Regions from separate parts of the Zea mays genome. Here region 1 is linked to region 2. Evidence: chromatin contacts called from public Hi-C data. All regions are on one chromosome and are shown on one strand. The core of a region is the stretch at or near the end of the contact, and the rest is flanking DNA. Distances in the headings are between cores, read along the strand shown.

The links. Hi-C and Micro-C count contacts between places; a contact is called where the count stands out from the background.
Region 1: a contact with region 2 is called in a Hi-C map of leaf, with 10 times the contacts expected there. The contact joins the promoter of LOC100286150 here to the promoter of LOC103627725 in region 2. A contact is called at or near these places in 4 of 25 Hi-C or Micro-C datasets (ear, leaf and tassel).

The regions. Positions count from the first base shown.
Region 1 is chr5:215,853,932-215,856,824 of Zm-B73-REFERENCE-NAM-5.0, reverse strand. It overlaps LOC100286150, which reads left to right and starts at 1,279. Exons shown (of 2, transcript NM_001159038.2): 1 at 1,279-1,697; 2 at 1,812-2,893. The coding sequence starts at 1,584. The coding sequence ends at 1,967.
Region 2 is chr5:215,365,136-215,367,886 of Zm-B73-REFERENCE-NAM-5.0, reverse strand. LOC103627725 (transcription factor TCP14) reads right to left here and starts at 1,443. Exons shown (of 1, transcript XM_008648035.3): 1 at 1-1,443. The coding sequence starts at 761.

The DNA of each region.
Region 1 (2,893 bases), core at 30-2,529, 490 kb before region 2:
GCTGAATTAGATGCTAAGACAGTATCGTTGGCGACAACACCGGAGTAGTCTGCACGGGAATGGAGGATTGCGCACGTATGCTAACAGATTCAGGGCACCGGGGACAGGCCGGGGGGGCATCTTTTGAGTCTCCCGCTAGCTGTGTGGTGTTCTGTTTTCTTCAGCTCATCAGCTAGCAGACAATGTAAGCATGGCTATGTTTTATTAAGACTCCCGATGATTAGAGTCGCTGTCGCCCACGTCAACTTAGCAGTACAGTAATACGTGCTCCGTGTCGCTTACTGGCTTCACGTCTGCTGTGTGCTGTCCTACATGCAACCTATCAGTTAGTAGCATGCCGGTAGTAGATCCTTTATTGCCTACATAAATTAGCAGCATGGGTTTCGTTAAGAAGCCCCGAGTCTAGCTAACCATAGATCCTTGATCGTCTAGGTTGGAGACACAGAACTTCACACGTCGCCTGCTGCCGCGCGCCTCCCACTTGCGCTACATCACGTATAAATAATTAGGAGTTAGTTATCATTCTGATGTGTTAAAGCTCTTTTTATTTGGCTAAAAGAGGAAAGATCGGAGTAATTAATTTAGAAAAAAAGAAATTAACAACTTAAGGTCAATTTCCATACTCTATCGAAATACACAGATTAGATTTTACACTTTGGATTCCGATCGAGTAAACGGCTTGTCAGATCACTCGTGTTTTGCTATTACTTTATTGATCTCTGGATCGGTCAACACTCGACATGGCTGCTGCCTGCTGCAGGTCGCTGGCTCGATCAAACGAGGGCAGAGAGACTACAGGCATGTTTGGTTCACTACCTCAGTTGTCACAATTTGCTTAAACTTTCTGCCTAAGGTTAGTTATTCAATTCGAACGACTAACCTTAGGCAAAGTGTGACATATTTAGGCACAAACCAAACAGGCCCGCACTCTTCTTCTCTTTCCGTTTGCAATGTAAAAATACACACCGCAACCCAGCTCGGGCACGTGGCAAGTGGCGGGTGGTCATAGCATATTATAGCTACCCTGGGGCCCACGGGCTCCTGCCTACCGGTGGGCCACGCTTGAGAGGAGGAGCTGCCGCGGTGATTAGACAGAGAGAGAGAGAGAGAGACGCGGGGCCCCGAAACTCGCCCTCTCCCAGTCTCCCCAGTACTCCCCCGTTCTGCAGTCGAGCGAATCGGTACTAATAATCTACTACACACACACCAGCAGCACCATCCTTGCTTCGTCTCCGCTACGCACACAATATAATGGAGTCCCCGCTTCCGCTCCAACCCAATCTGGATCCACCCCCGCCCCGAGCCAGCTCGCTATAAAGGCACCCCTCTCCCTTTCTGTCTCCCTCGCAGCTCAGTTACTCACTCCGGCCTCCAGCTTTTCCTTTGCGCCCCAGGGCCGGAAGAGCCCACACACCACCACCACCACTAGATAGCCAGCGACGATCGAGCCGCGCGCCGGTGGACGCGCACATACACGCGGTAGCTTCCTTCTCAAGCCTAGCTAGCCCCATCCTGCGCGCAGGCGGCGGCAGCGAGAATTGACGTGCGACGACGAGCTTGTGCTTGCTAGCTAGAGAGCGAGGATGTCGAGCCGGAGGCCGTCGTCGCGTGGCAACATCTCCGAGGACGAGATCAACGAGCTCATCTCCAAGCTGCAGGCCCTGCTCCCCAGCTCCCGCCGCCGCGGCTCCGGCCAGGTGCGTCGTTGCGAACACACATGACCGCTCAACTAATTAACTCCCGTTCGCCTGCTGCGCCCTTTTTTTTCCGTTTTCAAACGTCTAATGCGCGCGGCGCGGAATGTAATGCAGGCGTCGACGACGAAGCTGCTCAAGGAGACCTGCAGCTACATCAAGAGCCTGCACCGGGAGGTGGACGACCTGAGCGACCGGCTGTCCGACCTCATGGCCACCATGGACCACAACAGCCCCGGCGCGGAGATCATCCGCAGCATCCTCCGCTCCTGATCGCCCACGCGCCTCCTACTGCGGCGGCGCCGGCCGGCGCGCGAGAGAGCGAGGTCGGCGACGACCTCGATCGCCGACAACGACGACCGCGCGCGCCCGCGCCCCCCGGCCCATCTGTTCTCTCCACCGGCTGGCCGCCGGGAGCCGAGCTCAATTAGCTAGGGTATATCTCAACCTCTCTCTCTCTCTCTCTCTCTCGCTCGCTCTACATGTGTGTGTACCTTTCTCTTCCTTTCACCTGCCTGTCTCCTCCCTAGATCTGAGATCATGTGGCTAGCTCTCCCATATCAAAATGTACTAGCTACACGCGCACGTATGGTGGTCTCTGCTAAGCCTAAGCTTCACTGGGTAGTAGGGTACTAGTAGCACTAGGGGCTTAAGCAAGCTAAGCTTATCCTCCTCATCAGAATCACATTAGCTCGCACCGCACTCTCTGGCTTCTCGTCGATCGTCTTCGTCGTCCTCGCTCCTCCGACCCACATGATGGCTAGCTCTCCATGTGCCGCTTCTCCTCTCGCACGTGCCGCTTCTCCTCTTGTGTTCGATATGTTGTATTGTTTCCATGTAAATTTAGTCGGTGGCCTGGATCGAGTTGGCTAGCTCTCTCTACAGGCAAGAGACAACCGACCGACCACTACTATCCTAGAGCAAATTGATTATCGTCATGATGGTGTACTGTTCAAGCTTTTATTAACGACTTTTAATTTACTTGCTACGTACAGCACGTACGTCCTACGAGAAATGCTTTTGTGTTTTTTTTTTCTTTCACTCAGGGTGCCATGGACCATGGTTAAGAGATGCAACCGCTGTGTATGTACTGTAGTACTAGTATGCAGCGAAAACGTTGCCCTGCCTTTCATATTGGCTGCTTCGATCGGTCCACTTATTTGGTTCCGTACGGTGGAACGTGAAACGACGCGTTTACT
Region 2 (2,751 bases), core at 194-2,693:
GGCATTTGGCTCTGCGTGTACCCCGCCATCTGCTGCTGATATTGCTGCGCTTGCTGCTGCTGCTGCTGCTGCATTTCTTGTTCCCACCGCCTCTTCCTTGTCATATCGGCGGCTGCGGCTGCAGCCGCGGCAGACGGCGACTGTTGCGCGTCAAGACCGACGCTGCCGGAGTTGAAATTAAGCAACAAAGGCGACGGCGACGAAGATGACGAGGCCGGGCCCTCCGAAGGGAAGGCAAGGCCGACAACCCGGTCCCACGCGTCAGCACGGCCGAACCGGGCTGCGGTGGCGGGGCTAGCAGGCAAGGCGGCGCGTAGGTGGGCCGGGGCGGAGAAGGAGGAGCCCGAGGAGCGGAGGGAGATGTTGAGGGAGGTGAAGTTGGCCGGGATGGTGCCGGTGCCGGTGGCCGCGATCACCGCCGGCTCGGCCTGCTGCAGCAGCCACTCGATGGTCTCGCCGTCCGTCTTGTGCCCGAGCTCCCGCGTCAGCTGGAACACCCGGGCCGCGCACAGCGCTGGCATCCGGATGCGACGCCCCCTGCCCTCCACCTTGGTGTGCCGGTCCTTGGTGGAGCTCCGCTTGGGTGCCGCCTTCCGCACCTGCTGCATCTCACCTCCGACGGCCCCCGATCCATTCCCGTTGCCTCCCGCTGACGCGCCCACCGCAGCGGAGATGGAGCACGGCTGCTCCTCTTTCTTCTCCAGGAGCTGCAGAGGGAAGTTGGGGCGGCGGCCGCCTCCGCCGTCGCCGGCGACGTCCATGGTCAATTAAGCCATGGTGTATATACACAGCTAGTGATACAAGTATCTCTCCTGGCTGGTATGTTTCCTTGCGGGGTAAATGGAGTGGTCTAGTTGTTTGGAAGAGAGTGGAACGGCTTGATGTCTCCTGCCTCTTCTCTTTCTCTCTTGCTGGTGTGGGTCTCTAGCTCCGACCGAGAAGGTTAGGTGTGGTTGTAGAGAGAGTCCAAGAGAGAGAGCTGGCTAGCTATCAGGGAAAGAAGATTGTAGGGTGGAAAGAATCCTTGCTCATATGATATGAATATATGATGAGAGAGAAGATGGTTGATGGATGGAAGGCCGGTAGCGAGCTTGCGTTTGTGTGTGCGTGTGGGAGATCACACACACTATCTTATGGCCTTTTGATATGGTTCATCTGTGATTTCAGCAGGGAGGGAGAGAGAGAGAGGAAGCAGGAGCAGATGAGTATTTAGATGACCCTAGCTAGGAGAAGGCCAGGGGGGAGAAGGGACGAAGCTGGCGGCCGGAAGTGGATGGTGCTGTACTTTGTAGGGTTTGAGGAGAGAGATGGACGGATAAATGGAATCCTGGTATGCTCGGAGTCGGATAGAATGGGAGGAGGAGGGAGCCGGAGGAAGAAAGAGAGAAAGAGACCGCTATAGTATAGTCTGCTGCTACATGAGTGTACATGGACGGAGACCGGTGGGTGTGAGGAGGATAAGCTGCAGGGCGGAGGAGACAGGAACAGCAGAGGGGGAGGGGAAATTATTAGGTTCACCTAGCTAGCTAATCCCCGCATGCACAGTGTGCATCAGTACTGTGGCAGAACATAACGTGGTATGTTCTCCTGATGCTAACAGACGAATCTCCCGTTTAACCACCAGAAGAATGCCACGACACTATTCTCTCTCACCAAGCGAAACACCATCTTTTACAACCCCTTATATCCAACACTTAATCGAAGGGCCACAAAGGCAGATCAAAATTTACAAAATAACTTTTTAGTAATTTGTTTTTCTTCTATTTATATAGAACAACAGGTCATATATATGAGGAACTGTAAAAGAGATTCTTTATATCCCAAATGTAAATATTTTTTCCCCACCAATCACCCCATATTTTCTCCCCCGGCCCTTTTTCTGTTTCAAAGAGGCAGTCAGTGGCTCAGATTCCACGTGTGGTGCTCTCTATCATTCAACAATCCCCAATGGCACTGCATGCACACTGTAGCCGCCACTCTCCAAGTCAAAATACACAAGGAAAAGTTGTTAGCACGCACCAGTTCTCTTTGCTCTTATGTTATACGGCAAATGTTTGTGCTTTCCCAGTAGCCCCCTCCACATTTCATCATTTTTATGTGTAGTGAACAGATCGACGTGGATATCTGCTACTGCCATGTGCCATGTGTGTGCTACTGTGTACGTGCTTAATGACACAAATCGCGCCTGTAGTATAATCAGAGTACACTTCTTGTATATCTTCTTACAAATGACAGTTGATCTTTAAAGAATATAATTGTTTGGGAAAAATCTGTATGGGAGCAACAACAGCAGACAAAGATATAATAAAGTAGGGTTAGCTCAACAAGTAATCATTCTGTTGCCTTTTGTATTAGCCTTTTGCTACTTCCTTTGTTTGCCAGCCTTAGAATTCGTGGTGTTTCTGCCATGCATGGACCTGGTGTACGCGAACGTTTTGTAAACTGAAACAGAACTGCTACATAAAAGGGGCCGCAACAACACGAAGGAATTTATGCCCTGCTCTGCAAAGTTTTGTTTTTGAAATTTGTTGTGATAAATTTTTTAATGCAATAAAAATGGCACCAAAAGACTACCTCTGTGTAGTTGTCGTCGTGGGAAACCGATAAGTGGAGAGGCCAACACACATTAAGCTGAGCCGCTGCTGCGACCGCCTTTTCTAAACGTGCTCCGACCATCTCTGAGTGCTAGAGACGGTCAACTTTTAGATGACAACCAAATAAGGGCATGTGCTCCTCCTTGACTTGGCTCCG